Linked DNA regions of Sus scrofa: all the other regions are linked to region 4. A link is a contact called in public Hi-C, HiChIP or PLAC-seq and promoter capture Hi-C data. All regions are on one chromosome and are shown on one strand. Each heading gives the region's core, a stretch centred on a gene start, on an enhancer-like site or on the middle of the called end of the contact. The rest is flanking DNA. Distances are from core to core; before and after follow the strand shown. Region 1 holds the start of LYPLAL1 (lysophospholipase-like protein 1). Region 2 overlaps LYPLAL1 (lysophospholipase-like protein 1). Region 3 overlaps LOC102164422. Region 4 holds the start of TGFB2 (transforming growth factor beta-2).

Region 1 (6,984 bases), core at 630-3,129, 640 kb after region 4:
GTAAGTCCAGGATCTACAAATAACTGGCAGTATGACCTTGAGCCATTTCTCTACCCCCTGAGCCTCACTGGCAAAAATAGATAGTAATAGTACACAGTTTTATGGGAATTTACTTATGACAGGGCTTGACACCGAGTAGGTCCCAAAGAATGTCAGGTGTTTATTATTATTATTACAATTAGCAATAATCATCATCATAACTTAACTATAATCCTGATTTTTTTTTTAAATTTCTGTTTCAAAAACACAACAGGGGTAGTGCACAGCAAAGTATTTCTGGCAGTAAATGAAGCTCTAAGAGTAGATCTCAAAGCCTTACCTGGCATGTCACCAGTGGTCTCCCCTCCTATAGCACTGCCCTCTTCCCATCTGGATCTTGAAAGTTGTCAAGAATTCATGCGGGAAAGGCTGGTCTAGAAATAAAAGTATTATTTGAGAGTTGTGTATATCCAAAATGAGCCCAGCCCAGCACCCCCCTGCCCAAGGACTCCATTCTCCATACCCTCAGCCCTAGATCTAGAGCCTTTCTGATTCAGTGTTCCTTTTTGATCTAATGGCATGTAGGACCATTCCCACAGAGATCAGTGGTTTAACTGATGGCACAGAGCTAATCTCAGCAACTGACCAGTGACAATAGACAGTTTAGTCACCTGGGGGTAGCGTGATCAACTTGAACATACAAAAAATAAGTTGCAATTGCTTAACTAAGGTGCAGACTACAAGGAATGGAAGGCTGGCACTTAATGGCACTTAGAGTTCTACTTGTTTGTTGAATTTTTCACAGGAATGAACTACCTCCTGGGTCTGCAGCCCTCAGTACTGGAAGATGTCTTTGGTCAGGCCTTTATATAGAAAGTAACTCCTTTCCATCGCTCTTTATTTTTTTTTTAATGTAATAAAATATACATAAAAAATTACCATTTTGACCACATTTAAGTGTATAGTTTCAGTGGCATTAGGTACATTCACAATGTTGCATCACCATCACCACTATTTCTAGGAATTTTTCATCATCCCAAACAGAAAGTCTGTATCCATTCAATAATATCTCCCCATTCCCCTCCCCCCAAGCCCTTGGTAACCTACTACTCTGCCTTTATGAATTTACCTGTTCTAGATACTTCATATAGGTGGGATCATACAATATGTGTCTTTTGTATCCAGCATATTTTAAGGTTCATCTGTGTTGTAGCATGTATCAGAATTTCATTCCTTTTTACGGCTGAATAATTTTCTGCAGTATGTGTAGTCCCCATTTTATTTTCCATCTAGCCATCCATGGATATTTGGTTTGCTTCTTCCACCTTTTAGCAATTGTGAATGATGCTGCTATAAACACAGGTGTACAAGCGTCTGAGCTCCTGCTTTCATTCTTTTGTGGGTATACCTACAAGCAGAACTGCTGGATCATATGGTAATTCTGTTTCACTTCTGAAGACCCGTCAAACTTTTCCCACAGCTGCTCTACCATTTTGCATGTTCCTCGGCAACTCACAAGGGCTCTAATTTCTCCACATTAACAGCCCTTCTTTTTTGTATGGTACCGCTTTAGCTCAGATTTTTCTGAGCAAATTATCTACAAACACTACACAGAGTTATTATGGCTGTCTTATCCTGTATATAAAAGGCTACGTTCTGTTACATTTTCAACATAACACCAATAGTTTTACAAATAAAAAAGCAATCCTAACGGTTAGGATTGCCGTCAAAAATCCTACAGTAAATAAGGAGATCCTTCAGCCTTACCAATGGGGTCACGTGCACGTCACGACTCTTAGCAAAAGGCCTGAATCGCCAGAGACCCGGCCCCGAGGCCGGCCAGCGCGGCCCCGCCGCGCATGCGCGTCTCCAGGCGCGCCCCTGCGTGCCGACGTGCGCGCGCCCGCGGACGGCGTAGGGGCGGGGTCGCCACGCTCCGGTTCTGGCCGTCGTCATGGCGGCTGCGTCGGGCTCCATGCGCCTGCAGCGCTGCATCGTGTCGCCGGCTGGGAGGCACAGCGCCTCTCTGATCTTCCTGCACGGCTCAGGTGGATTACAGTTTTCCGTCCTGGTTACGGCAGCACGGAAACGGTCCCCCCCCGCCCCGGTTTCCCCAGGGTTGCCCCAGTGGAGGAAGCGCTGGGTCCCCGTAGGGCACGTTGGACTCCGAGGGAGGGTGACGGTCCCCTCGCCAGCCCCGTGGCTGGGAACTCGAGGACCTGGCCGTCCCCACTAGTCTTTCTCTTGTCGTGTGGTCACTGCCCACCGTCTTTGCTTCCGGCCCTGATATGCCATCCCCGAGCCCTCTGTCCATATCCTGTCCATTGCTATTCTTGCTACGCCCCGTTCCTCTCCCTTAAGCTTAAACGAGCGAGGTAGAAAGGTAAGCCAACTGCTAGAGACAAGTTTGGTACTTTTCAGAGTCAGCTTTTAGTGATTAGAGTTTGCACCTGTCTTGGATTAGTATCTCTTTTCGTGAGGCACCGTGCCAGGGCTGGAGGGGCTTTCTCCTTCATCCTTCCTCTTTGCTCTCTTGTCGTTCAGCCCCCAAGAGAATGCGCAGAGTCAACTCTGAGTCCTTTCACTGCCTTCATTAACTGGTTGCCTAATTGTCCATAGCGCTTCTCACACTTACCAGTAATGACTTTTCTTTGTCTTCCCCACTTCACCACTTCTTCAAGAGTAAGGACCCTTGTTTTAACGTTTGCATCCATAGTGCGGGGACCAGGGTAAGTTCTTGGGACATGTTTTTTGAAGACAGGAGATGCAGCCTTGTCCTCAGAGGGCCTACCTAAAGTTAAAAACAACAAAAAAAATTCATTTAGTTTGAGTCAGCAGCGGATGGGAGATCACGAGATAGAGCATGGATTACTGCCAGGAGAACTGTAAGGGAAAAACTCTGGGTAGGCATCATTGAGGTTTTTGGAAGATGAGCTTGTTCGGGTTGACAGAGGAAGTGGTCTTTGAGCTGGGCCTGTGTGGCTTTAAAGAGAGTAGTGATTGGACAGTGGAGGGGCTGGTAAAGGTACAGGGTGGAGACCTGGAAGTGGTCTTATTTTAAAAATGAGCCTGGATGGGTTGGACAGTTTGTCCAAGGTCACTTGGCAGTTCTGTGGGTGGGGTTGGAACTGGTATTAGAACTCAGATCTCTAACTCCAAAGTCAGCGCTCTGGGGGGTTCAGGTGAAAAACTGAACTAGGATGCATCATTTTGGAAATAGGGAACAGACGGGCAAAAGATGTTTAAAGGGAAAGACTTGACTGATGAAATATGAAGTTGGGATATCTGAGGTGACAGCAATGCTTATAACTTGGAGACTAATATTAATACCATCTGGGCTCCAAGGGTGTTTATAAGCACCCAGAAATTCCCCAGGATCATAGTCCTTTGAATAAATAAATTATTTCACAATATCTTGAGGAAATACTCCCAGTCTTTTTTCCTCTGGACCACTTTGCTTAAAGTCCCGATTCATAATCTTCATTTTCAAATTACTGACATTTTAAAATTTGTAACTGTTTGTCTCAGACCCAGAGTTATATATTTTTCCCCTTGTACTTTGCACAAAGAGTTTATCCGAAGAATTCTGCCAATTATGCAGGAACAATGCCATTCCTCTATATTTTGAGCTCCATTGTAGTACACCAAATTTATTAGGAGTGTGATTTTAGACTATAAAAATGTGCTTTTGTTAGGCTTCTGCTCAATCCAGGTATGGACACACTAATTTTAAGAGTTTTATCATACTCTTGGAATAAGGTGCTGGCTTTTTATTTTTATTTTTTTTTGTCTTTTTGCCATCTCTTAGGCCGCTCCCGTGGCATATGGAGTTTCCCAGGCTAGGGGTCGAATCGGAGCTGTAGCCACCGGTCTACACCAGAGCCACAGCAACTCGGGATCCGAGTTGCGTCTGCAACCTCCACCACAGCTCACGGCAACACCAGATCCTTATCCCACTGAGCGAGGCCAGGGATTGAACCGCAACCTCATGGTTCCTAGTCGGATTCGTTAACCACTGCACCACGATGGGAACTCCAGGTGCTGGCTTTTTAAGGAGTGGCCTTTGCAAGTGGATGGGTGCATATTGTTTTATAACATTCAGTTTTGCTCTTCACAGTTGAAAAAGCATGTTTAGAGGCAGATTTTGTCTGTTTTTTATTCTTAAAAGCCTTGAGTTTCTTTTCTAGGTTATGGAAGCCATAGAACACCATATGGGAATGTCAGCTACTTAAAGCCAACTTAGTTTGCGCATTTCCAACTACTAAAATGTCAAAGAAGTACCTCCTTTCAGGATGATAAAAACAAGTGATAGCTTAATTAGCTTTGTCCTGCTTCTCAGATTGGATTAATTTATTTGTTATAGGGTCCATGAAGACACTGTGGCTCTCTTTCAGTGGCAATCATTGTATATTCTACACTAAGCTCTAAGGTTCACTCAGGCCCGAACCGTGCTTTCCCAACAATGCGCTGAGTTGGCTCTTACTAAAATTACCAGTAACCTCTGTATTGCTGAATATAATAGATATTTTTCATTCGTCTTCTCATGGGAATTGTCAGCATTCAGCTTTCCCCTTGAAACATTCTCCTGGTTCTTTCTGCCTTTATATGCTCTTTGTGGTTTATTTTGCACCGTTCAATGACTAAGGAGGACAAAGTGATGTGGACAGATGGTTGGGTTTTTTTTAACTATTTTTTTTTAATAATTATTTCCCCAATACAAATTTTTTTTCCGACTGTACAGCATGGTGACCCAGTTACACACACATGTACACGTTCTTTTGCCTCACATTATCATGCGCCATCATAAGTGACCAGACAATAATTCCCAGTGCTACACAGCAGGATCTCATTGCTAATCCATTCCAAAGGCAGTAGTCTACATCTATTAACCCCAAGCTCCCAGTCCATCCCACTCCCTCCCTCTTGCCCTCGGCAACCACAAGTCTATTCTCCAAGTCCATGAGTTTCTTTTCTGTGGAAAGGTTCCTTTGTGCCGTATATTAGACTCCAGGTGTAAGTGATATCCTATGGTATTTGTCTTTCTCTTTCTGACTTCACTCAGTATGGGAGTCTCTAGTTCCATCCATGTTGCTGCAAATGTTACTATTTAGATGTGGACAGATGCTTAGTTTGTGTCAGTCCTGGTGTAGGCATTCGATGAACAAATAATCTCTGGCTGAAACACAAAATGAACCTTTCCTTGCAGAGTGTATATTCTAGTGAAGTTATCCCTGAATCCTTAACTGGGCCTGAATGTGACAAAACTTTGAAGCACTAAGCCTCTTACCTTTGCATCTTACATTTAAATTACTGAATTAATGAACTGACTGGCTAAAGAAATTAGAGGTGTTACCTTCAAAATTTTCTCTTTAGGACTATATAAAATGAACCTAGATTCCCTTCCATTTTAATGGAAGTATACATACATTAATTCCTGCATGAGTTTAGGTTGTTTTTCAACCTTGAGGTGTACAGTCATTTTAGATTATGTAAACATGTTATCAAAATTCTCATTTCTTCATATTAAAAATACAAGTATGCTGAATACACCTTTTGAAGGAATTTATTGTTTTAACCAAGAAAACTGTTCCAGGTTGTTCCAACTACAAAAGTTTATAAGCACTTGAGGAATATACTGTTTTTAAGAATGAAATAAGAAATGACAATATTTAAAATCAGATATGGTAAGAAATTCTCTTTTAGAAAAATCAGCTTCGTTTATTTATTTGTTCCTGTTATATCCTTTAAACAAATACGGAAACTCAAAACTGTGGTTTAAGCAAGTTTTTAAAGTGATCAGTGAATAAAGTCAGAAGTAAAATAAAGTTATTTTTAACGACTGATGCCTGATCATTTAGTTCATATTGATAAATCAGTTTCTATATCCGTTATCTTTAGTTATGAAGACTTTTTTTTAATTCCTTGTTGCTGCCTCTATGTGACATGAAGATTATAGACTGCTTTTACATACACTGTATTATCAGAAATGTTTTAACTTAATCTAGATTTTGTGATTTATCAGGTGATTCTGGACAAGGACTGAGAACATGGATCAAGCAAGTTTTAAATCAAGATTTAACATTCCAGCACATAAAAGTTATTTATCCAACGGCTCCTCCCAGGTATGCAGTAATTTAAATCACTCCTCTGTGGCATAGAATATATAAATGTACCAGCTAGATGGTTTTTCAGGTTAATTCTGTATTTAAAATATTTTAGAGGGAGGTCTTGTTTTTCCCAGAACTTTTTTTTTTTTTTTTTTTTTGGCAATTACTCTATTAGACCAAGTTTTGCCAGGTGAGAAATGTGTTCTTTGTAAAGCACTCCCTGAAGCGCTTAGCTTAAACTTTGTCCCAGGCACAATTTACAGGACGGTTTCCTCTGGCCCTACAGATTGCTCATCTTTCAAGCTCTTTTCCGCTTCATCCCCTAAAGAAACTAATAAATCCAGTGAGCGTACTCTTTCTAATAATTTATTTAAACAAGAGTTCAGAATCTCTGGAAAAGAGTTTTGTGGCATTCTTGCTGCACTTCAGAGGATTTAGAAATAATTTTAAGCTTTTTGAATCAGTAAACCAGACTAGGAGTACGGAATTGACTACGTAATATTTATAGAGCCTGTAGATGTGTTGAGCAAAATGCACAATCATAAGATTGGTATAGTTTGAAAGTCAAAACTGCTTTTTTATAATGATTAAATTAGCATCTCCATGGCCTTTTGAACTGGGGTTTGCTAGTATCTTTTTGTCGGGGGTAGATAATGTGCTTAGCTGTGTAACCCAGTCAGATTGCCCATTACCTGCTCTTCATTTGTTCTTATTAGTACACTGTGTGTTCAGGCAAATGTTTTGCTTTATCTTTCTACTCACTTGGTCCTAAGGAGAAGTGTAAACGGAACTACTTCAAGGACTTTCTTATGTCCGCTGTTAAAAACTTACTTACCTCAGTTGATAGACTAACAGGTAGAACAGTAAAGTGGTGATTTTGTTACAAGATTTAAGGTTC
Region 2 (7,682 bases), core at 1,084-3,583, 670 kb after region 4:
CCCCCCGTCCCGTGTGTCGCGTGGTTTCGCGTTGTCTCCGCCGATCCTCACAGGGCCTTGAGGAGGTAGACTGAGTGGGTGTTACTGGTATTTGATCCCAGGGATAGGAGGAGTAAAGACTCCCCCAAAGCCTCGAGAGTGGAGGCTGGAAGCCTTCAGGTGCCCGCTGGAGCCCTCTTTCTGTGAGACCAGAGTACTGGTCTGCTCCAGGCCTGGGGCTCCACTTAGGCTCCAGGTCCCTGTCAGTACTCAGTATGGCCGGTCTTTTCCATTTTATCCATTCTCGTGGATGTATAGGGGTGGCACTTTGTTGTTTTGTTCTTTTAGGGCCGCACCTCTGGCATATGGAGGGTCCCAGGCTAGGCCTTGAATTGGAACTGCAGCTGCCAGCCTCGCCACGGCCACAGCAACACCAGATCCGAGCTGCGTCTGCGACCTACACCACAGCTTGGGGCAGCACTTAACCCACTGAGCGAAGCCAGGGATGGAACCCGTGTCCTCATGCGCTGAGCCACAATGCGAACTCCGTTATTTTCACGTAATAGGAATTTCTTGAGGTATGATAAGAGAACAGAATTACCAGTGCCTTGCACACATTTCAGGAAAATTCAGATTATATGAGACACAAAGACAGCTGGTACACAAGACTTTGTGTGTAATTTTAACACGTGAAAAACCAAAATTATATTTACAGAGAACCAGTGTACTGTTATGTATGTTTGATTCTGCTTCACATCTGCCTGTAGAAACACGTCTCTGCGGCTCTACACGCATACAGCCTTTCCCAGGGAAGGGCGGCCGCAGCGTGTTCCCGCACTGAGGCTAAGGTGCAGGTCCTTGCGTGCGTCATCGCGTGCGTCATCTCTGTCATATTGGTCAACTCTGCCATTTAGCTGCAACCAGATCAGGTCCGTTTGTTCCATCCAGCACTGAATTAAGCTGCTATGATCAGAGCTCTAAGCACCAGCCACGCTGCAGCCCTGGTCCCAGCTGCGCCCACCAAGGGCCTGGTCCCATCCAGCTGAACAATTTCCATGGCCTGGTAAGGATGTGCCTCAGGAGGCCAGCTGTCCTTCTCCTTACGTCTCTGTACCGACCTTCCTACTTCGTCCAAAGCATTCATCCAGCGTTGCAAGGGCAATTGCTCAGACTCCATCTGGGCCTGCAAGGCACAGTCCAGGGCGGTGCAGCCTCCACCAGAGCCCCGGCCTTAATGGTCAGGAGGAATCACAAGGCTTTGAAAGAGCTTTACCTCATCTCCCAGCATTTTATTCTGACCCTTGCCCAGAAAACAGCCTAGGACCCCTTTCTGAGGACAGCTGTATTTATTGACCTAACCACCTCACCAGGGTGTGTGGTCCAGGAGAAAGTAAAACGGGTAGATCCAGACATCTGTTGAGTCAGTTTTTGCTGAGAAAGACCCAATGCTCAAAGATACCAAACCCCAGTGAGTTGTAGGGACTGTGTGCAGCCCATCCAGTACCTGACTGCCAGCTCACTGTTGAATCATTTTGCAACAAAAGGCTCTGCATTGTTGAACGGGAAGCTTTCCAGAAATAAAAGCCAAAAATACAATACAGATTCATTTTATGAGCCACAGTAGTGTGGCCCCTGTCAGCTTATCAGACTGGAACAGTGACACATAACCTGAGAAAGTATTAATACACAGTGAGGCACCACTTACAACCCCAAGAAGAGGTCAAAAGTCAGATGTAATTAGTGTGTCAGGAGCAAGCATGGGCAATGCCCCAGGCAGTGTGGTTGCCTTCACTGCCAGACAACTGGGTCAACTTTCGTCAGGACTCAAAAGTTTGGCATGCAACGGCAGGCCGTATATCAAAAACACTGGCTCCTTTGCTTTGTATCCAGTATAATGGTTGATGTGTCACCGTGTCTAGTCTGCTGATGGCTTAAGTAAGCAGTGCTGGCAGTCTGGCCGTCCAGTCTCGACCAGCAGCTTGACTCCAGTCAGTTTCAGCAGAAAAGTGGGTCCCTCTACATAAGTGACTCAGATGGTTCAATCAGCAGCCACTGTTTATTTCCTGGGTTAGCAGAGCCAAAGGGAGGGGGGGCTGTCTTTAATCTTCCAGTCTGTGGTTCGCTAAGTGACAGTCCAAATAATCAGGCCATGACAACAACTCAAGAGTCAGTAAAAATATAATGAGGTTGATCCAATGTTGTGTTTGCCAGAGCTATGAGGGCAACCTCGAGTTTTGCCCACTGAGCAGAAAGACCCTGTCCACTTTCAGTTCTGAGTCGCTGGCCCTGAGCCCAAACAGTTGCATCTGACCAGTGGCCACCATCGGGTTTCAGCTCAGCCAGCCACCGCTGAAGCAGGCCCAGGCGTTAAGGGAACCTCTGTGACTCAGCGGCCCTGCACCAGCAGCTATGCTGCAGGTGTTGAGGTGGAAGAGCTGCCATTTTTTCATGTAGAGCCAAGGCGCCGCTGAGGCCAGGCCGGCTGCAGTCTTGAATGTGCCATTTCCACGACTGGATCCTTTTCACGTTGTTAGTCATTGAGTCTGAGTCGATCCATCCCAAAAGGGAAATACCAGGCCAGAGAGTCACAGTTCCTCCAGGGGACGGGCACTCCGTTTCAACAAGAGCCCAAGAGTAAGCTGACAGCTGCTTTTTCAAAAGAGGTCCAGCTGGGAGCTGTGGCAAGGAGGCGGTGAGTGAGTCCAAAGGAGGCCACCTCCGACTGCCAGAGGCTGCAACTGGCAGCATCGTCTGTCACAGAGGCTTGTGGCCTGAAGGGTCCTCAGCGGTGGAGGGCCCGGCAGCTCCCTCCGTGCAGCCCCTCCCAAGCAGGAGAATGGCTCTGGGACCTCGCGGGCATTTACAGCGTAAGCATGTCAAACATGAATACCAGTCACACATTCAGCAGCGGGACCCAGAGGACAAGACACTGAGTCCCCCCTGAGGGCTCCACTCCCGGGTTTACGTCTTCCTCCTTGCTGTGAACTCTTGCCCAAGCCGAGCAGTCAAATTTGGGCATAATCCTCCCTGGAGGGACCTGTCGGCCGGAACTCGGGTGCCAGTCTCGGCCAGATCCACAAAAGTGTGAACCCCTTCTCTTTCCCACATTCCCTGGGGATAGATTGCGATTTTTCATCCCTTTGGAGAACAGAGCCGTGTCACCCTGGCCCCAAGCTGTCCCTTACGCCAGCTGAGGTCTGTGAAAGGAGGAGGGGCGGATCTCAGGGGTATGGGGGCGCAGGGGGGAGACTCCATGCTGTCCCATTTCAGTTTGGAGAGGCATATCGGTGGCCTGCAACAGTTCGGGCTTTCGGAGTCTGTTTCTCACTCTTCAGGGGGTCGACCTCACCAGCCTTGTAAACTCCATCTAGGACCACGAAAGCCTGTCCCTGAGTGCCAGTCAGTGCCCTCTCTGTGGCTTCCAACTGGAAATCGTCTCCAGGCAGTTTTCTGAAGGGTCCAAAGTGCCCTTAAGGCAGGTAGGACCCAGTGTGCTCTGTGGCCCTCTACGCCACCCCAGCGGATGCAGGGCTGGCGGCGTAGACGCGGCTGTCGTGTTGCCCCTTGAGGAGCATGCTGCATGATGCCATCCATCCATCCACCAGAGAGCGGTCTAAAGATTAGCCGGGCCTCTCCCCGTAGGGATCGTGAATCTCCCTTCCTTCACACTCGAGGCAGGTATGTGTCTCTGCACCTGTTGTCAGAAGGAGGAAGGATCCTTCTGTCCATACAGAACGAATGTTAGTATCCGTTATTCTAAAAGGGGGGCCCGAGGCTGAGATTGACCGAGGTCCTTCTACTGGAGGAGAATTAGCAGTAAACAGGGTACCAGTTGGGGAGCTGTCTTGATCCCATTCTTGCCCAATTGCTCCTCATTAAGGGAGAATAAGCTGGAACACCATTTACTGCCCAGTTGACCAGCCAGTTTGTTCAGCGTGTTCGCTGCCATATCCCCAGGACTTCCCTCAAATTCTGCAAAGCCTTCGTTCTTTCCTTTTTCATACTTCAGTCTTTCAGAAAACGAGCGTGAAATTTAGTTTGAAATATTGAGTGGAATTTTACAAAAAGATAAGCTATTGTCTGAAAATATATGTATTTTTTATGCTCCCCTCAAGTTATTACGTGCATTACCTTTGTGATTTTATTTAGGCCTTTGTCTTGGACTGGTTACGAAAGCCATATGTGATTTTTATACTGGGAATAGAATTAATGGGTCTATGATGAATAGTGGACATCCTGTTTTGAAGAAATCATATTTTGGGCAAAATGCCCATAAGAGACCTGTGTTTTTGCCAATAGTTTTTAGTTCAGAGCCTCTGGGATCTTTCTTTTTTTCATTTTTTTCTTTTTTTTTTAAGAAGTGATGAGAAAGTTTAATGTGCTTGCATTCTATTTTAAATTCCTATTAGAGATTATTTCAAAATAGCTTGTTACTTCATTTTTTGTTATTGTAGCAAATTAATACTTTTTTTGGTTTTGATTTATTCTGGTATTTCACTACCTACTCTTAAGGACATAGTATTACTTGAATTAAAAAAAAAATCACTGTTTTCATTTTCTCTTTCCCTCTTTCTTCCCAGCTCTTTGTTTTGTTTTGTGTTGTTGTTATTGTTGTTTGGCCCTGCCTGCACCATGTGGAAGTTCCTGGGCCAGGGATCGAACCCACACCACAGCAGCGACCCAGGCCACTGCAGCAACACCACCAGAGCGTCAACCCTCTGCGCCACAAGAGAACTTCAGTTTTTTCTAGTCAGTTGGTGGCTTGTCCATTTGAAACTAGAGGAACACTTGACGTATTAATACTTGACATAGTAATTTTGGCCATTCCTGGTCTGTTTTCTTTTGCCAATGAAATTATTGAATTTGAAATGTCTGTGAGAGACAGACATCTTTCCCTTGGGCACTAGGTATTAAGCTCGTTTCTCTGTCCTATAACCAGAGAGAAGTGTCAAAACCAAAGATCACAGCATGCAATCGGCAGAGGCAAATAAATGGCTCTCTCTAAAAATTTCACTTCAACAGCAATAAATCTCTAGTTCAACTTAAAAACAGGGTTTTTAAATGGCGAATGAAAAAATGTATCAATTTCAAATAGTAGCTGAAATCCTTTAAAAAAAAAAAAGTTTCTTCTTAATTAGCCTGTGAAATGTCGAGCGGGCTTCAGGGCAGCTGTTTTGACGCTGTCTTGGTTCTGCCACAGCATCAGGAATTTCTCTGGCTGGAGGGAATCCAGAAATTATCATTTTACACATGGAAACTGAGATCCAGAGATGGTTGGTGACGTGCTTGGAATCCCGAGGAAGCCTTTGCCCTGGTCCATAGAGCCATGGTGGTAATACTCAGAAAGGCCGTGAAATACTCACCTACATTTCAAACGTCAGATTCAGAGCCATTTCCTTTCCTTTGCAGACATTCGATATTCATGCTGCCTTTGGCTCCATTTTACTGTTGTGCTAAATGCACGTAGTGGTCCCTCCCTCTGCCTCAGTAACAGGCTCAGCCTCATGTTTCATAATGGTGCAGATTTAAGAGTTTTTAAAGCCGATTAACCATTTCTCTCAGAGTTCTAATTTCTGAGCCCCATAACCTGCTTCAGTCCTTATCTTACTCGATGTCTTTATAGAATGTGATGCGTTGATTAACCCCTGATTCTGGAAACTTGAACCTTCCAGCCTGGTTTTTTAGTATCTTTGGACTATGATTTCTCTGTTTCCTTCATTTTTTTTTTCTTCTTGCTACTCCCTTTAATGTGAAGGCTCCTTTTCATTCTGTTTTTCTCCTCATTCTCTTTCTGGGTGATCTTCCACATATATGGCTTGGGAATGCTGGCCCCATAGCCACCTGTCTGGCCCCAGGCTCTCATCATTGCTCTCCACCCCCGCTTATACCTCCTGCAGGAGCGTCTCACCTGGGTGTCACACAGCCCCCGACACAGTTCATATCCTCACAACACTGCAAAATGTTCACACAGTTCCTATCCTCAAAATATCGCAAAGTTTTCACACTTGCCAAATATGATTTGGGGAAAAAGCCTCATTTCCCAAGGTTCTGTTCCCTCGTCTATAAAATGGATTTGTTCTGAGATAAAGGAAAAGGAGCCCGGCACGGCAGTGCAGCGTCATTGCTCTCTTGGTCTGCTCCGGAAGGCCCTTCTGTTGTGATCTGTTTTAAATGAACTTTCGGCCACATAATAATGTCTTTGTGTCACCCCCCACCCCGATCCTTTCATCATGCCTGTGAACAAATCCTTTTGATGTTGCATCAAAGAAACGTCTTTCCACTTGGCCTCTACACCATCCTCATGGCCTCCGCCTTGGTTCTGTTCTCGTTACACCTCATTACACGGTCTGCCTCTGGTCTCCTTCGTCGCTTCCTTCTCCAGCACACCAGCAGAACCATCCGAGTTACTGGCCTTCCCTACTGCCTCTCAACCCTCCCATCTGGGCTGGCTCACCACTGTCTTCAGAAAAAAATGAAATTTTGGGAGTTCCCACTGTGGCTCAGCGAGGGAAGAACCCAACCCATATCCATCAGGATGCAGGTTCAATTCCCGGGCCTCACTCAGTGGCTTGAGGATCCGGTGTTGCCGTGAGCTGTGGTGTAGGTCGCAGATGTGACTCGGAGCCAGTGTTGCTGTGGCTCTGGCTCAGGCCGGCGGCTTTGGCTCTACCTCAGCCCCGAGTCTGGGAACCTCCACATGCTGCAGGTGCGGCCCTAAAAGAATAAATAAATAAATAAATAAATTTTAGCCAAGCAGTTACATCCCTTTACAATCTAGTCTGTGCCTATTTCGGCTTCATCCCCTGCCTTTCCCTCTCCCGTGTCACAGTGCACATGCACACACACACACACACACACACACACACACACATACACACAATGTTTCTGCCACACCCAAATTCCCTAGACGCACCAGATGTTTTCACGGCTTTACCTTGAGTAACATCTAAGACACAGGTTTTGGGTGGCCCAGGTGTCTTTGGCAGAAGAGGTTGACCTGTTCTCCGTGTTTCTGTGCTTATCCTTTATGTGCCGGTCCCACCAACTCTAAATTGCGAACTCAAGGGCCAGGGCTACGTAGGTCTTTCCTCTTCAGTGCCTAGTGCGGTGCTCAGCGATAGACGTCAAACTGACACAGAAAGCGGTCACTGGACGATATCAGACGTTCCATTTCCAGCTGGCTTCGTTTCACTGTTAGATTGCTTTAGGAGTTCTTTTGAATTTATAGAAATCCAGGGAAGTGGTTCTTTCGTTAAAAGGAGTTTTCCCTGAGGTTAGATTTAATTTTTAGGAAGACGGCACTTTGCAATCCAGATGGCGGAAACATGCAGCATGCTTTCTGCTCTCCACCCAGGCCCCCGCAGACGCAGATCGTCAGGCTGGGGACTCTCGGAGACCCCAGGTAGTTTCTTCATCTTTCTCAACACGACACTCCAGGTGGCCACTGTCCCCTGAATAACGATGGCAGCTGGGGTGAAGCCTGTTGGGATAACAAGTAGTTAAAATGTCAGCTGAACTGAAACCCTGGCCCAGCCTTGCTGCTGACAGCTCTGAAATGCATGTGATGGTATTTTGTGCCGTGTCTCACATGACCTAGATAATCAACAGTTACCTGTCTTTTAGTGACTATTCATTACTAAACTATTTCTGCCCCATTTTCTCTGGTCATGCAATGGAGCAGACAGTGTCCAAGCTACTTTCGA
Region 3 (7,273 bases), core at 1,770-4,269, 560 kb after region 4:
GTCTTTTTTATTTCTGTGCTGTTGGCTGTAATTTCTCCTTTTCCATTTCTAGTTTTATTGATTTGGGCTTTCTCCATAGAGTCTGACTAACAGTTTATCAGGTTTATTGATCTTTTCAAAGAACCAGCTTTTAGTGTCATTGATCTTTTCTACAGTTTTATTTGTCTCTATTTCATTTACTTCTGCTTTGATCTTTATGATTTCTTTCCTTCTACTAACTCTGGGTTTTGTCCTTCTTTCTCTAGTCCCTTTAGGTAGAAAGCTAGGTTGTTTATTTAAGATATTTCTTGTTTCCTGAGATAAGCTGTACTGCTATAAACTTCTCTCTGACATCTTTACATTGCACATTCTACCTTCAAACTAAAGGGGCCGTAGAGAAACAGGAGAAGCTGTTAGGGTACAAAGAAATTCAAAAGATAATATGACTATTATGTTTCCAGTAATTTTACAAATGAATGCTCTTAGAAAATGTTACAATTCTGTAGACTGAAAACATATTATCATAAATAATGTTAAAAAATAATAACAATTTTTTTGTTGTTAACATACTTGTTGGTCACTGATTTCTCTGTAAAAAAGCATTTGATTTTCAAGTTATTTTCACTCTTTTTCACTAGGGATACTTCAAAATGTATTCTGTTGATTCACTCTGAGAAATCTAATCTTCACATCTGCTGAAGCCTGGAATTTTTCATGCTAGAAATCCTACACATTACAGATTTTTTTTTTTTTTTGCCTGTTATGCTTATTAAGCTTTATATTTAATCTGTTTTGTGCTTGTTTAAAATTTCAGATCACATACCACACTGGTACTCAGGTTTTCTGTGACTTAAAAATAATTTGTAATTAAATCACATTTTGAAGTTTAAAAAAAAAATGATCAGCAAAACACTGACGATAAGCTATATAGGATTTAGTTTCCTAAATGTGGTGTTAAAATAAAAATCAAACATGAAATTTATAAAAATTCTTTGGAGTATACTGCATCAGAATTCCTATTTCTTTCATTTTATTTTTCTAATTCAAGAAGGAGAGTAATTCTAAGAGCAACTGAAAATACATCCTGAATGAAGACATTTACGTATGAGATTAGGTAACTATTTCCAATTAAAATTGCCACTTGGATAATATGTTTTCCATATTCACATGGGTTATAATATTGTGACTATTTTTATGGCTAAAATTTGCATCTTCATGAAGGAAAAGAGTGCATTATGAGGAAGAATGAAAGAGTTCTTATTACTCCCTGGTGTGGTGTTTCAATGACCAACTTATCTTTCTCTTAAACGTCTGACTGCATTTTGGTATGGAAAGTTCTGTGCCCAGGGAATATCCGAGGATAAAGCTGTACACAGATGTTCACATTATGACTGCTGCTTTGTTCCCATACTCAGGGCCTTGTTCTCTTTCTTGCTTACAAATTAATTTGCTCAAGTCAGGATGGTCCACGTTCGTCGTATTTACAGACACCACCGCCCGACTGAAAAACGTTTTGTCCCTGTACCCAGCCCCAGTACCATGGCCTGGCTTGGTGTGTGGGGCGCCTCAGGGAAGAGCACGCCATGGTTCGAAGGGACCACATCAGACCACAGAATAAAGGTGCTGGGTGAACATCAGAGCTGGCCCATGACTGAAGGACTGGGGACACGGAGCAGACGGCAGGGGTGGGGTAGGGGAGATGGACAGGCTATCCTGCAGCAGAAACAAAGCCAGATGGACTGATGGAGCTCATTCAGGAGCCCGCAGACAGGTGCAATGGAAGTACCCGCAAGTGATGCCTAAGACTGAAGGTGGAGGATTGGGCTGAAACTGCCCAAACCGACAGCGATGTTTTCTCTCTTTCTCTTGGACAGGCAACAGGGTCAAGACTTACACATTTGTGTAAGAACCGTTTTGCCATTTTAAACAAATCAACACTCACAAATCACAGCCCTCCCTGCCCCAAGGTTCATCTGCCTTGTGTCATCCTTTGGTGACAAAAAGCAAACTTCAAAACAAAACAAAACAAAAATGCAGGCTGGTAGTAAAGCCTTCTTTCACCAAGGTCCGGCCTTGGGGCTAAATGGGAGCGTTCTGCCAGCCATCAAACTTAACGGCCTTTAAACATGTGCAACATTTCTCTCAGCAAATTGGTTCCTTAATATGGTAAAATGTGCGGCACCCAAGGGGAAATGCTGGTGATCTCAGAGGCCAAAGCTGATGGAGTCACAGTACGGTATTCCTGAAAAGCACTCCTACTTTCCACTTTGATACAACCAGAAGCAAATACGAGAGGCAGGAGGTTTTGACATCCATTGTTTATTCTCACTGAAATTTTCCTCCTATAGAGCACAGCACAGTGGTTTAATTCATAGCTTATGGGATTTTTAAAAATATAAACCATTCAAATTTTTTCTATATTAATCAGTGGTTTCTAAAGATCCACAGGGATAAATAAACCCTGCAAGCTGGCAGGGGCTTTTCGTGGCATAACCACTGGTAGTTATAAACAGTAAACAAAACATAGTAACCATTTTAAGCACAAGAGATTGCTGTATCACTGGGGGCATAAATCATTAGTTTAATAATTTCAGCAGCAGTGTCTCTAAAGCAAAATTAAGCCAACAGTTCCCCCTGTGGCAATAATGAAGTACTGTAATGTGAAAAGAAAAAAACAACCAAGAGAAGGCATTATTGTGCCTTGGAACCGACTGCAAATTCAAGTTCAACACAGAACTGTAGCACTCTTGTCTCTGAGCTGCTCTTGTGAGAGGTGGAGAGGGGGTTGCCTCCAAACCCCACGTCTCTTTTTGGGGACATTTTGACAAGCACAAGTGCACTTTCATTTAAGCCCCCCATGGCCGGCATGCACCGTACGGAGGGCACGGAAGCGATGACATGTCCCAATTGAGAAGATGACGCATTTCTCTCAGCTGTGTAGGCAGACATTATTCACAGATTTCGAGAGCGCCAAAGGGGTGCCAGGCCCGGGACAGGACACGGAGATGACACAGGTTCCCTTCCAGGGGCTCTCGAGCTAGATGGCCAACAATCTGAACAGAAACGCTTGGCAGCTGTGAGCTGGGCCAGTCCACCCAGCCACATGAGTAAAGCTGGCCTGTCTTTCCCATGAATTTCACCCAGTGCCAAAGTTCATTTTAAAAAAAACAAAACTGGCTAATAATCTGTGCACTTTGGCTAAGTGTACTTGCCAGTGGGGCGTTATCCAACAAGAGGAGTCCAGGGAGACCTTCGTGATTCCCCCTGCTGTACGGGGTCAGTTCTATAGAACCTTCCCTTTCCGCCCGGATTTCTCCATCTCTTTCATGAAACCAGTATAGTCCTGCCATTTTCCTTACCAAAAAAAAAAAAAAAAGTTCTGGAGTTCCCATCGTGGCTCAGTGGTGGTTAACGAATCCAACTAGGAACCGTGAGGTTGCGGGTTCGATCCCTGGCCTTGCTCAGTGGGTTAAGGATCCAGCATTGCTGTGAGCTGTGGTGTAGGTTGCAGACGTGGCTCGGATCCCATGTTGCTGTGGCTCTGGCATATGCCGGTGGCTACAGCTCCGATTAGATCCCTTGCCTGGGAACCTCCATATGCTGCGGGAGTGGCCCAAGAAATGGCAAAAAGACAAAAAAAAAAGTTCTGATTGGAGACAGGGGTTTTTCCCCCTCAATAATACCATTTATTTAAGGCAGGATTTTACTTACTAACACCATTCCCTATGTTTTTTAGAGTACTTATTACAGACACAATTATCTCTTTGGAATGTATTTGGTTTTAAAAGTATGATTTTTAAAATAATACAGAAGCTGTATTATTTTCACGAAACTGACTCCCAGCTTGACTCTCTTATGCACTGGATTGAAGTGGTGATTTTAACAACACAGGGATACAGATTAATCTAGCAAGTACAGGGTCAGAAGCACTCTTATGGAACAGACACAACCTAATGATTTAGAAATCGTTAATCAACAGATGGTTTTTTTTCCCCTGGGGGGGAGGTGGCTTTGTTTTCAACTGTGATACTTTAGATACAGTTGTCTTAAAGAACCCAGTGACTTTCCTTAGTAGGTCAGATTACAGATGCAATCGCTTGCTGTACACATGCTCCTTTATTAATCTGAAACGAGACAATGAGATGGAGAAGATGGCTCTCTCTGCACCTTTAAGAAAAAGTTTTTCTCCACAAGCTAAATATATTATTACATCTTTTAACTCTCTCTCGCCAAATAAATTTTGAAAGGTACCAAGCGAGCATCATCACCCTCCTCTACCCTGTACTGTAAGTGTGGCAGGGAAGCATCGTGTATACACAGCGTCGACTAGCACATCTCATTTATGGTCAAAGAAAAGTTAGAGCCGGATCCTCAGCAAAATTGTAAGGAAATGTGTTCGTCCTTATTTCTGCTCCCTTCTCTCTTCTCCAGGCCCTTCCCCTGTCTTTAGCTCCTGCATGTCTTATGTCTTCAGGGACGCTATTGACTAATGTCACCATTCTTATTTACATGGGATGGCTCTTAAGGAACCTCCTTAAAAAACTAAACATAGAACTACCATACAATCCAGCAATTTCACTCCTGGGCATATATCCAGAGAAAACCATAATTCAAAAAGATACATGCACCCTGAGGTTCACTGCAGCACTATTGACAATAGCCAAGACATGGAAGCAACCTAAATGTCCACTGACAAAGGAATGGATAAAGAAGATGTGGTACATATATATAATGGAATATTACTCAGCCTTAAAAAGAACAAAATAATGCCATTTGCAGCAACATGGATGAATCTAGACCAACATATTGAGTGAAGTAAGTCAGAGATAGACAAATATCATATGATATAACTTACATGTGGAATCTAATAAACAATGATACAAAGGGACTTATTAAAACAGAAAAAAAAAAAAACCTCACAGATTTCAAAACCAATCTTATGGTTACCACAGGCGAAATCCTTGTGAGGGAAGGAAGAATTGGGAGGGTGGGAATAGAATATACACACTGTTATACAAAATAAATGATTAATGAGAACCTACTGGTTAGCACAGGAAAATCTACTCAATAGTTTATAATAAACTATATGGGAAAAAAGAATGGACATATTTATATGTGTGACTGATTGCTTTGCTGAAACCTGAAACTAATACAACATTGTAAATCAACCATACTCCAATAAAATTAAATTTAATAAATAAATAAACTTGGTGACCCCTAAAGGTTTCCCATACTCATGACCAGGACACAGGCCATAACAGGATATATACCTAAATAGGATTTCACAAATCTCAACTGCAGTAGCCAGAGCAACAAACACATAGAAGATACACTCATCTGATATAAAGTGGAAGAACAGGCTAAGAATGTACATACCCAAAGCCAACTAGTCAGAGAGGATTGCTAATCTTCTACTTTAAGAGGCCACAAATATCTCCCAACTGGTATATCCATCAGAATTGACTAGCTGCACCCACAGAATGGGAGAACATATTTCAAGTCATCTATCTGATAAGAATGTATGATTTCTACAGAGTGTATGAAACATATAAAGAAATCTTATATCTCAACAATTAAAGACCATCTAATTCAAAAATGGGCAAATGATTTGAACAGACTTCTCTCCAAAGAAGAAATATAAATGACAAATAAGCACTTGAAAAGATGACCAATATCATTTAACATTCAGAAAGAAAATGCAAATCAAAACCACAATGAGGGAGTTCCTGTCATGTCTCAGTGGTAACAATCCCCACTAGAACTCATGAGGACGTGGGTTCGACCCCTGGCCTCACTCAGTGGGTTAAGGATCTGGCGTCACAGTGAGCTGCGGTGTAGGTCGCAGACACAGCTTGGTTTCCATGTTGCTGTGGCTGTGGTATAGACTGGCAGCTACAGCTTTGATTCAACCCCTAGCCTGGGAACTTCCATATACCACGGGCGTGTCCCTAAAAAGACAAAAACAAAACAAAACCACACACACAATGAGATGCCACTTCACACCTACTAGAAAGGCTGTAATCAACAGACATATAATAGCAAATGTTGAGGAAGATACAGAGAAATCTCAAAGTTTTATATTTGCTGCTGGGAATGTAAACGCTGCAACTGCTCTGGAAACCATCTGGCAGTTCCTCAAAAAGTTACACAGAGTTCCCATATGTCTGCAATTCCACTCCTAGGTAGGTGCCCAAGAGAACTAAAAGCATGTGGCCAAAAAGAACTTGAACACAAATTTTTAATATCAGCATTACGCATAATAGTAAAAAAGTGGGAACAACCCAAATGTCCAACGGATGAATGGATAAACTAAATATGGTATTTCCATACAATGGAATAAAATTCATAAAATGAAATGAAGCACTGATATATGCACAACATGGATGGACTTCACACCAACTGAAAGAAATCATTTATAAGAAATCCATTTATAAGAGATCTCCAGAACAGGTAAATCCATAGAGACAGAAAACTGATGAATAGTTTTCAGGGACTTTGGGGAGGAGAGGTGTGCTAATGGACACAGTTTCTTTTGAGGGGAATGAAAATTTGGGGAATTAGTGATGATGGTTGTACCATCTTGTAAATATGCTAAAAAAAACATGGAAATGTATATACTTTGAAAGGATGAATGTTATGGTGTGTAAATTACACCTCAATTTTTTCTTTCTTTCTTTCTTTCTTTCTTTCTTTCTTTCTTTCTTTCTCTCTCTCTCTCTCTCTCTCTCTCTCTCTCTCTCTCTCTCTCTCTCTCTCTCTTTCTTTTTCTTTTTTTTTAATGGCTGCATCCATGGCATATGGAAGTTCTTGGGCCAGGGACTGAATCCAAGCTGCAGCTGTGATCTCCACCACAGGTGCATTGACACTGGATTCTTTAACCCTCTGTGCCAGGCAGGGGACAGAACTACGCTTTTGCCGCAGCCCAAGCCACTGCAGCTGGATTCTTAATCCACTGAGCCACAGAGGGGAACTCCCTGTATTTCAATTTTTTAATATTAAGAAAAAGTACTGGTTGTCTTTCCTATGTTTCAAATCACCTAGACCAAAGCTAGTAATTCCTCTTTTATCCAGCTCTGATTTCAATGCAAAACAGGGTTTTAATTAAGCAGTATCTTTCTCTCCCGCTGTGTCTAGAAAGGCCTCAGAAAGCTAAAAAGTTGAATGGACTAGAAAGAGGTTCTAGAAGATAATCTGAATGGTACATACCAAGGTACTCAACTTTTTCCCCCCCTAACTCAATGGGCAGTTTTCTGGAAGCCTACTCCATTCCCCTCCCTTTAACTTGCCTTGACTT
Region 4 (7,660 bases), core at 3-2,502:
TGGACTTTGAGAACATGATCCACCAAAAAGACAGCGGAGAGTGGGTGCCCTGTGTCAGGGCTGCCCCGGCGCCGGATCCACTGCTTGGTGCTCATTTGCAGAGAGACAGGGAGGAGGGAGAGAGCGTGCGTGAGCACAACAGGAGGTAAGACTTCCATTCTAGAGCAGGGGACTCCATCTGGGAGGCTGTGAGTGAGCCACACTCAGTAAAAATGGGAGGCTTGCTCGCTTGTCCTTCACCCGACGGGTCCAAAATGACTATATAAAGCAAATGCCATAAATCACCGCTGTCAGGGCGCACACTCCACCTCCTCCGTCCCTTCCCCGCAGCCGTCCTCGTTTCCACACCCCCTCAACGGTGCAGCGAGAGCTCGTGGTCTAAGTAAACGAGAGGACTTCTGACTGTAATCCTAGCACGTCACTTTGTTGAAGGCAAACACGTGGTTCAGGGAGAACTTATAAATCTGTCCTCCCAGGCAGGATCGTGATGTTATCTGCTGGCAGCAGAAGGTTTGCTCCGAGGGGAGCTCCAAGACGCTCCGAGGAGAGAGGGGGGAGAGAGAGAGAGAGAAAGAGAGAGAGAGAGAGGAGACGAGAGGAGAGGCAGAGAGAGAGAGAGAGAGAGGCAGGGATTCGGAGACCAAGAGAGAGGCAGCGAGAGATAGAGACGGAAGGAGGAGGCCTGGGGAGAAGAGGGATGGAGAACCACCTAGGATAACGGTCTAGGGAGGCTTCGGGGACCAACCGAGGGGCTGCCTGGCTGCAGAACGGAGCAAGGCGAGGACCTGCTGCCGGCCGCCAAGTGCCTCCCACCCTAAGCGGGAGAGTCCGAGTGGGCGAGAAGGCAGGCGAGGGTCGGGACGGGTGGGCTCCACGGGATCCCCTTGGCCACCCCCGTAGGCATAAAGCTGCCCGCTCGGCGCGTCCGCGGGGGGTGAAAGCGACGGCGGCGGCGGCCGATCGTCTGTTGCCGGGTTGGCGTTTGGAGCGAGAGGAGAAGGAGGAGCAGAAGGAGGGAGCTGGAGGCCGGCGCGTCCGCCAGCGGCGGCGGCAACGTGGAGTGACCGGGCGGGTCGGCGCGCAGCTCCGGGAGCAGGATCCTCGCCGCCTCCCTGCGCGGCCTCCTCCGCGGCCCCCGCCGGACCCCGCCGAGCGCCCCCGCCTCCCCGCCGCGGGCCGGGCTCGCCCCCCGCGCGCGCACTCGGGCGCGCGCTCACGCTCACACACACACACATACACACTCACACACGTGTGCGCTCCTCTGCTCCGGAGCTGCTGCGGCTCCTGCTCTCGGCGCCGCCGTGGAAGGCAGGGCCGCGCCGCTGCGTCCTCCGATCTATAAACTGGAGGCGGCCTCGGCGGCCCCCTGACAGCGCTCCCCGCGCCCCTCCCGCCGGCGCGCCCGCCGCCAGCCCCGGGGCCTTTTCATCTTCCCTTTTGGCCGGAGGAGCCGAGTTCAGATCCGCCACTCCGCACCCGAAACTGACACACTGAACTCCGTTGCCTCCTCCTAAATTTATTTCTGCCTAATAGCCACTCGTCTCTTTTTTTTCCCCCGGTCTCGTCGCTCCAAGAAAACTTTTGCTGACTCCCCCAAGTGAGGGTTCCCCCTGCCCATCGCATATTAATATTTCCACTTGGGCAACGACTCGCTTTTTCTTTTGAAAGGAATTCAGGCAAGATACCTTTTTCTTTCGGACATTGACTCTCGATTGTTTGCAAAAGTTTCGCATTAAAAAAAAAAATCTACCCGACCGGTACTTTGAGAGTTGTTGTTGGTTTTTTTTTTTTCTCTTGCATTTTTTTTTTTTTTACTTTTTAAAAAATTTTTTTTCCACCTTTAAAAAAAAAAATGCACTACTGTGTGCTGAGCGCTTTTCTACTCCTGCATCTGGTCACGGTCGCGCTCAGCCTGTCTACCTGCAGCACGCTCGACATGGACCAGTTCATGCGCAAGAGGATCGAGGCGATCCGCGGGCAGATCCTGAGCAAGCTGAAGCTCACCAGCCCCCCAGAAGACTACCCCGAACCCGAGGAGGTCCCCCCGGAGGTGATTTCCATCTACAACAGCACCAGGGACTTGCTCCAGGAGAAGGCGAGCCGGAGGGCGGCCGCCTGCGAGCGCGAGCGCAGCGACGAGGAATACTACGCCAAGGAGGTTTACAAAATCGACATGCCGCCCTTCTTCCCCTCGGAAAGTAAGTACTGCTCCTCGCTGCCGTTCCCCGGGGCTTAGCGCTGCCCGATGCTTCCAGAACCGCCGCCACTCCAGGGATCGCCCTGCCCTCTCCCGGTGCCCGCTCGCGCTTTCCCCTGCTCCCGTCCTCCGTCCCACCCGCCTCCTTGTCAGTCGTGTGCTTGAGGACGTTAGGCTTTCAAACGTGGACGTGCGACTTTATTTTCTCCATGTGTCCCTTCCCCCCACGCCCCGTCCTCTATAAGGCGGTATTATTCCCTTTTTCTCCTCCCTGGAGTTCTCGACTCGGCCACCAGCTCGGAGTCAGCCCTCCTCTGTCAAACCCGAGGCGCTCCCGGGGGCAGAGTTACACCGGGAAGCCTTGGTGGGTTTGTTTTCTTGGCTCCGATTGGCTTGGAGCCCGCCGATCTGGTGCCCGAAGGGTTAAAGAAAAAAGTGGCTCAAAACTAGCCTCTCCGGAAGGCGCCCCTTTCCGTGCCGACCTATCAGCTGATTCCCCGAGCCTTCTCCATTGTCTCTAACTCCCCGAAAAATGTCAGCATCGCCAAGACAAAACCCGAGTCGGAGCTCCGTCCAGAAACCTGCCTCCTACCACTCAGTTCTTGAACCGATTGCCTTGGCGAGGTGTTTACACCCCCTCCCCCAAGGCGAGATCGTGTAACTACGTCGCCTTTGGATTTCACCTGGGCTGGTAGAAGGGGCAGCTTCGTTTCTGACGACGTTTAAAAGGGGTTTTCCTTCACGTTATTTTTCAGAGTTCACTCAAACCTGCCTCCTTCCAGTCACCGGTGTAGCAGATCCTTTTTCTTAGGCGTTTATCGTTTGTCTTGCTCGCTCTGAGCTCCCTGCAGTCACTTGGTTGCATTCCTAAACCTCAGCGTAGAAGACAGCCGATTTTTTTTTTTTTTTTTTAAACTGGCTTCTCTGAGGACAGTGTCCCCAGAACCAGCTGGCATATAGTAGCAAGGGGAATGAGATGATTGATTGTGGGGTTCCTTGGGGGGAAGGGGGCGGTTAACTCAGAATTGTTTCCAAGTTCTTTAAAAAAGAAAAAAGGAAAGAAGCAGCAGCGTCTATTGATACCTGAGAGGGTTAAATACCAGGAGGAAGGGGTGGGGGTGGGGGGGAGGCTCCAACCTTCGCTGATTCCAAATCCCAAGTCGTCCACTTTTCATTGGTTGCCCATTTCTCTCCGCCTCCCCTCGCCTTTCCTTGCCCTATATACTCGCTGGCTGCCTTCACAGAGTCTCTGTGTCTTGCTACAGAGATAATATGGCCATTTTATCCTAGGGAGGTGCTTTTTTTTTAAAATAATTTATATTTGGCTGGACAAGCCGTAGTTGCCCGACCTGATGGTCCCAGATTGTCAGCTCAAGTATCCGAACCCCAGCCTCCCCAGGCCACCTCTGTTTTGAGGAAGCCTCTCCTCTTATTGCAGAACAGAGCAGAGCCGAGGCAGGAGATCCGAGCAAGCAGGATGATTTTATTACTGTGGTTGGGACACCGTCCTCAACAGTGGTGATGAACGCTCTCCATCCCGGTGATGGGGGGTGGGGATGGGGAGTAAAGTTTTCTACCTGGGGTGGAGCCCAGGAGAAGTTAGGAAAGAACGTCATTGTAGTTAGTCCAAAACCTTGAGACCCAACAGGGAGCTGAGCTGAGTCCGTTTGCTTTCTCCAGCACGTGCATCTCTTCTCCTGGAATTGGGGCAGGCTGGCAGGTATGTTCTGTAGACCCTGAGCCAGCTGCCCTTTCAGTGTTTACCTGCAAGAGCCCTGATGAACCGCCAGCCCTGTCATAACACAGAAGAGGTCTCATCTCTTCATCAGATAGGTGTGAACAGGGCAAGTTACCCAAGAGGGTGTTCAGGCTTTGCTCTTGCGAGCACTCTTCAGTCTGAAGAACCGAGACGGTCCAATCCAGGATCATAATCCTCACCAAACTGGAAAAATGCTCACATTGTTAGGATTTCAGAGGTTGGCATCTAAAATTGGTGTGTGGATTCCTTTCTGCATTCTCTCCCAGGTGCCCAGGAAATGAAAGCCTCTGATCGGTGCAGCCGAAATACATGCTCTCAGTTTTCTTGCACAGAATACAGGTTCCCTAAAGCCTTGAAAGAAGCTGAGGAGTAGAAAGCCTTCTTAATAGCAGATCTGATACTACTGTGCTAGGACTGTGGATAATTTTATAGAAAGTAGGTTAACTGATTTTCCAGCACTTTCTAGTTATACTGGAATATAGTGAAGCCTTCCAAAAAAAAAAAAAAAAAAAAAAAAAAGGAAGAAAAGAAAAAAAAAATCACTCCACCATATTTTTAAAGGGCACATTGAAAGTACAGCATTGGCTTTATACACGGACTTTTCCTCCTGACTTTTAACTCGATCCTTACTGCAGTGGCTGTGCCGAGGGAGTGTGCCTGTCATTTCTTGAAGTGAACCCTCGGAGGGTCGTAAGCATCAGAGATGAAGGCATGAGAAAGATCACTGGTTCATTTTTTTTTTTTTTTTTTTTAACCACCAGCTGATTAGCGTTCAGGGAGTGACTTCAGCTTAAATATTACAAATATGCTCTAATTATACTCAATGAGCTATATATCATTACAGATTGTTGATAGTCCTTTGTGGGACACTTTATATAGTTCAGACTAAATATTTTTAGCCATGCAGAGTTCTAAAAGTAAAAATATAAGAGATATTGTATATGCCTTCAGGCATATTTTGTTTTAAATATTATCCTTGGCCCAGGGTGCTATATAAATCTAGTAAATATGAATAGAACTGGCCAGGTGCCAATCTCCTAGGATGAATTCTAGTCGAGAAGGTATTTATGGGATATAAATAATACTGTGTCAACATTTGAAGAAGGGGGTCTGATTAGTTTCGAATTTATTCGTATTGATCTTTTCACAGGCTGTTAGTTGAAGGCTCAAAGTGGCGTTAGGCTCAGGTTTACCCATCCTTTACCCAGGGGGCATTAGTGGACTTCTCGTCTTTTGGACCATCCATTTGAACTTCGAGGCACATCTATTCCAAAGACACTGTACCAGGCTTTAGACCTTTAGAACGTGTGACTGCTTAATAGAGTAAGAATCCAAATGATTAACGATGAAACTATGTAGGAGCATGGACGGTCAAAAAAAGGGAAGAGACAAAAAGTTTCATTTTTTTCCTTTGCCCTCGCTTTTCCATTGCCACACATCAGGCTGCTGTCGTGGTGATTGTGCTCACCCCCACCCCCCAGGGCACATTGGCAATCTCCAGAGACATTTCTGGTTGTCATGACTGGGGGAGGGGGCACGTTGCTAACCATTGGAGAATACACAGAACAGGCCCCCTCTCCCCCCACCCCATACATCAAAGAATTATCCAGCCCCAAATGTCAGTGATCCCCACGTGGAGAGGCCCGGTAACCCCGGGATTTATTGGGGGTTACGGAATTCTGCCAGTAGTACCATCTCAAAAGTAATAACCCACAGAGAAAACCTCTCAATGGTCAAAAGGACAGTAAAATCGAAGAGAAAGATAATCAGAAAGCTTTCTTAAAGAAGTGGGGGTATGATTTAGACTCGCTTGTATGGTGTACACGTTATAATGAGGCTCCTAAAGAGCCTAAATTAGAGGCATCAAAACCTCCCATTCATTTAGCCTAAGTAATGCTGCTGCCCCACCCTTTCATCTCAGTCAGCAGCAAGGTGCTGTGTATCAGGACAGAGAAAGAGAAGCGAGGAATTTTCGCAGACTTTCTTTGCAAGGAAAAGAAGCAGCTCACGTTCATGAGGTGTCTGCAAGGTCGGCCGCCAGAGGAAGTGAATAATCACATAGGTGTCTCCATCAGGTTGAATTAGAGACACTAAAGCACACGGCCTGAAACATCACAGTGAGGTTCCCTTGCAACGGTTTCACATAAATGCTAAACACTGAATACCCAATACCGAGCAATCTCTCCTTCTAGTTCCTCTGGAGTTTTCCTAGTGAAATTGTAGAATGTGGAATGGCTACCAAGAGCACTGTGGTTTGGGGGGACTGTGACTTAACAGTCTATTCATGGATCTATCTTTCCGTAGACCCGTGGCTGGACTCTTGGCCAGCTGCCCAATGAAGGAAAATACTAGCAGTTGCTGGAACATAGTGATATTTTTGCTTGATGTTCAGGAATTTCTGTTTCTTTCTTTTTTAAAAAATTACAGTTGATGTACAATATTGCGTCAGTTTCAGGTGTTCAGCGAAGTGATAGGGGTTTTGTTTTTGAAGCTTCTTTGTGTGGATGTGTGAGGCAGAGGGAGAGAGAGAGGTTCAAGACAGACTTGAACCCCTTCCCCGGACTTCCATGACGAGTGAGTTGTGAATCCACAACAGACCAAACTCGAATTCCCTCATATCACCCCTTATGCTAAGTCTAGTGCCTAATTGTGGTTGCATTTAACTTAGGCCATGTTCTCGGCTAGGATATCCTCTCTTTTCTTTCCAAATACTAGGAAAAACCCTCAAAGATATGTACCGGTCATAACTGAAGCAGTTGGGCCGTCTTTGTTGCCAAGAAAGGCTAGTCGGTCGGCTTCAAGCCTCTCCCGAGGAGTCCCCACCGGATGGAGGCTGGGCTTGGTGAAGCGGGAGGGGCGATGGGGACCAGCTGACCTGGCAGAGGCTCAGGGAGCCCTGGGTGTCTCCACAGCGACCCCTAGGGTCGACCGAAGGAGCTGCACCCTTTGAATGACGCCTTCTCCCTGGTGCAGAGATGCTGATGTAACCTAGTCGCAGCATCTTTCATACAAAGATAGGAAAGGATGACAGATCATTTTTCCTAGAGGAAACTGAGATGGGAAAAAAGGCTAGTGACTCACTGTTGATCCCATATCGAATCTGGGTTAGAGCAGAGGAGGTCACGACTCCTAGGCCTTTGCCCAGAGATTACAACACACTTCAGGCAGCCTTTTTAGAGGGTTAGGGAAAATAAGGTGAAAGAGCCTGGTCTCGGGAGAGGTGTGCAAGTCCACCATCGAGGCGCGACTCTGGGAGTCCCCTCCCTCCCTCCCTGCCGCCATTCCCAGCCCTTTACAGGTTCAGAATGGAGGTGAGCTGGGAGCAGAGAGGCTGCAGGGTGGAACTCTGGAAACAGCCAAGTCAGCTCTGCTGATGGAGCATTTCCGGTCTTGAGGGTTTGGATGGGCTCCCTCTCCTTAGGCAGCCTTTCTGCTGAAGGGTGTATCCACTTTGCAGATTCTGAACAGCTCCATGAACTGTGCCTCTGGCCGAGATAAACAAATGTTTCCATGGGCATTCTGAAACCACATGGTGTGCCTTTGTTTTGTTAATATGCTTTAAACAGAGCTAGTTTTTAACCTAAGAATTCTGTGTTCTCCAGGTATTTCACATGTAATCACACGCTGGGGCTTCTTTGATGGGTTTGTTTAGACTGAAAAGCTCATTTCCATCCTGCCTTTGGGAAACATTCATATCATTTATT

Evidence for each region. Promoter capture Hi-C pulls out the DNA fragments that hold promoters and counts their contacts. Hi-C and Micro-C count contacts between places; a contact is called where the count stands out from the background. HiChIP or PLAC-seq counts read pairs in DNA pulled down with a chosen protein or histone mark.
Region 1: a contact with region 4 is called in a promoter capture Hi-C map of fetal liver, with 4 times the contacts expected there. The contact joins the promoter of LYPLAL1 here to the promoter of TGFB2 in region 4. A contact is called at or near these places in 4 of 5 promoter capture datasets (fetal liver, fetal skeletal muscle, liver and 1 more), 9 of 47 Hi-C or Micro-C datasets (brain, embryonic fibroblasts, epiblast stem cells and 4 more) and 1 of 2 datasets of contacts at active chromatin or transcription factors (skeletal muscle).
Region 2: a contact with region 4 is called in an H3K27ac HiChIP or PLAC-seq map of skeletal muscle, with 7 times the contacts expected there. The contact joins the enhancer-like site here to the promoter of TGFB2 in region 4. A contact is called at or near these places in 5 of 47 Hi-C or Micro-C datasets (embryonic fibroblasts, mesenchymal stem cells, psoas muscle and 2 more) and 1 of 2 datasets of contacts at active chromatin or transcription factors (skeletal muscle).
Region 3: a contact with region 4 is called in a Hi-C map of fetal skeletal muscle, with 3 times the contacts expected there. The contact joins the enhancer-like site here to the promoter of TGFB2 in region 4. A contact is called at or near these places in 13 of 47 Hi-C or Micro-C datasets (brain, embryonic fibroblasts, fetal heart ventricle and 8 more) and 1 of 2 datasets of contacts at active chromatin or transcription factors (skeletal muscle).

The regions. Positions count from the first base shown.
Region 1 is chr10:8,944,585-8,951,568 of Sscrofa11.1, forward strand. It overlaps LYPLAL1 (lysophospholipase-like protein 1), which reads left to right and starts at 1,880. Exons shown (of 6, transcript XM_021064303.1): 1 at 1,880-2,027; 2 at 6,002-6,101. The coding sequence starts at 1,934. LOC102164422 reads right to left here and starts at 1,870. Exons shown (of 11, transcript XR_002336182.1): 1 at 1,747-1,870; 2 at 320-413.
Region 2 is chr10:8,978,623-8,986,304 of Sscrofa11.1, forward strand. All of the region lies in intron 5 of LYPLAL1 (lysophospholipase-like protein 1), which reads left to right. Among named protein-coding and RNA genes, the nearest start is that of LYPLAL1, 36 kb to the left of the region's middle. Within about 2 kb of position 2,334, at least 19 of the 83 cell types and tissues checked have an H3K27ac peak or open chromatin away from gene starts, as enhancers often do. A contact at or near this core is called in embryonic fibroblasts and skeletal muscle, where this site is marked.
Region 3 is chr10:8,866,437-8,873,709 of Sscrofa11.1, forward strand. All of the region lies in intron 2 of LOC102164422, which reads right to left. Among named protein-coding and RNA genes, the nearest start is that of LYPLAL1, 76 kb to the right of the region's middle. Within about 2 kb of position 3,020, at least 15 of the 83 cell types and tissues checked have an H3K27ac peak or open chromatin away from gene starts, as enhancers often do. A contact at or near this core is called in fetal skeletal muscle, omental adipose tissue, retroperitoneal adipose tissue and 2 more, where this site is marked.
Region 4 is chr10:8,304,938-8,312,597 of Sscrofa11.1, forward strand. TGFB2 (transforming growth factor beta-2) reads left to right here and starts at 1,253. Exons shown (of 7, transcript XM_021064294.1): 1 at 1,253-2,198. The coding sequence starts at 1,853.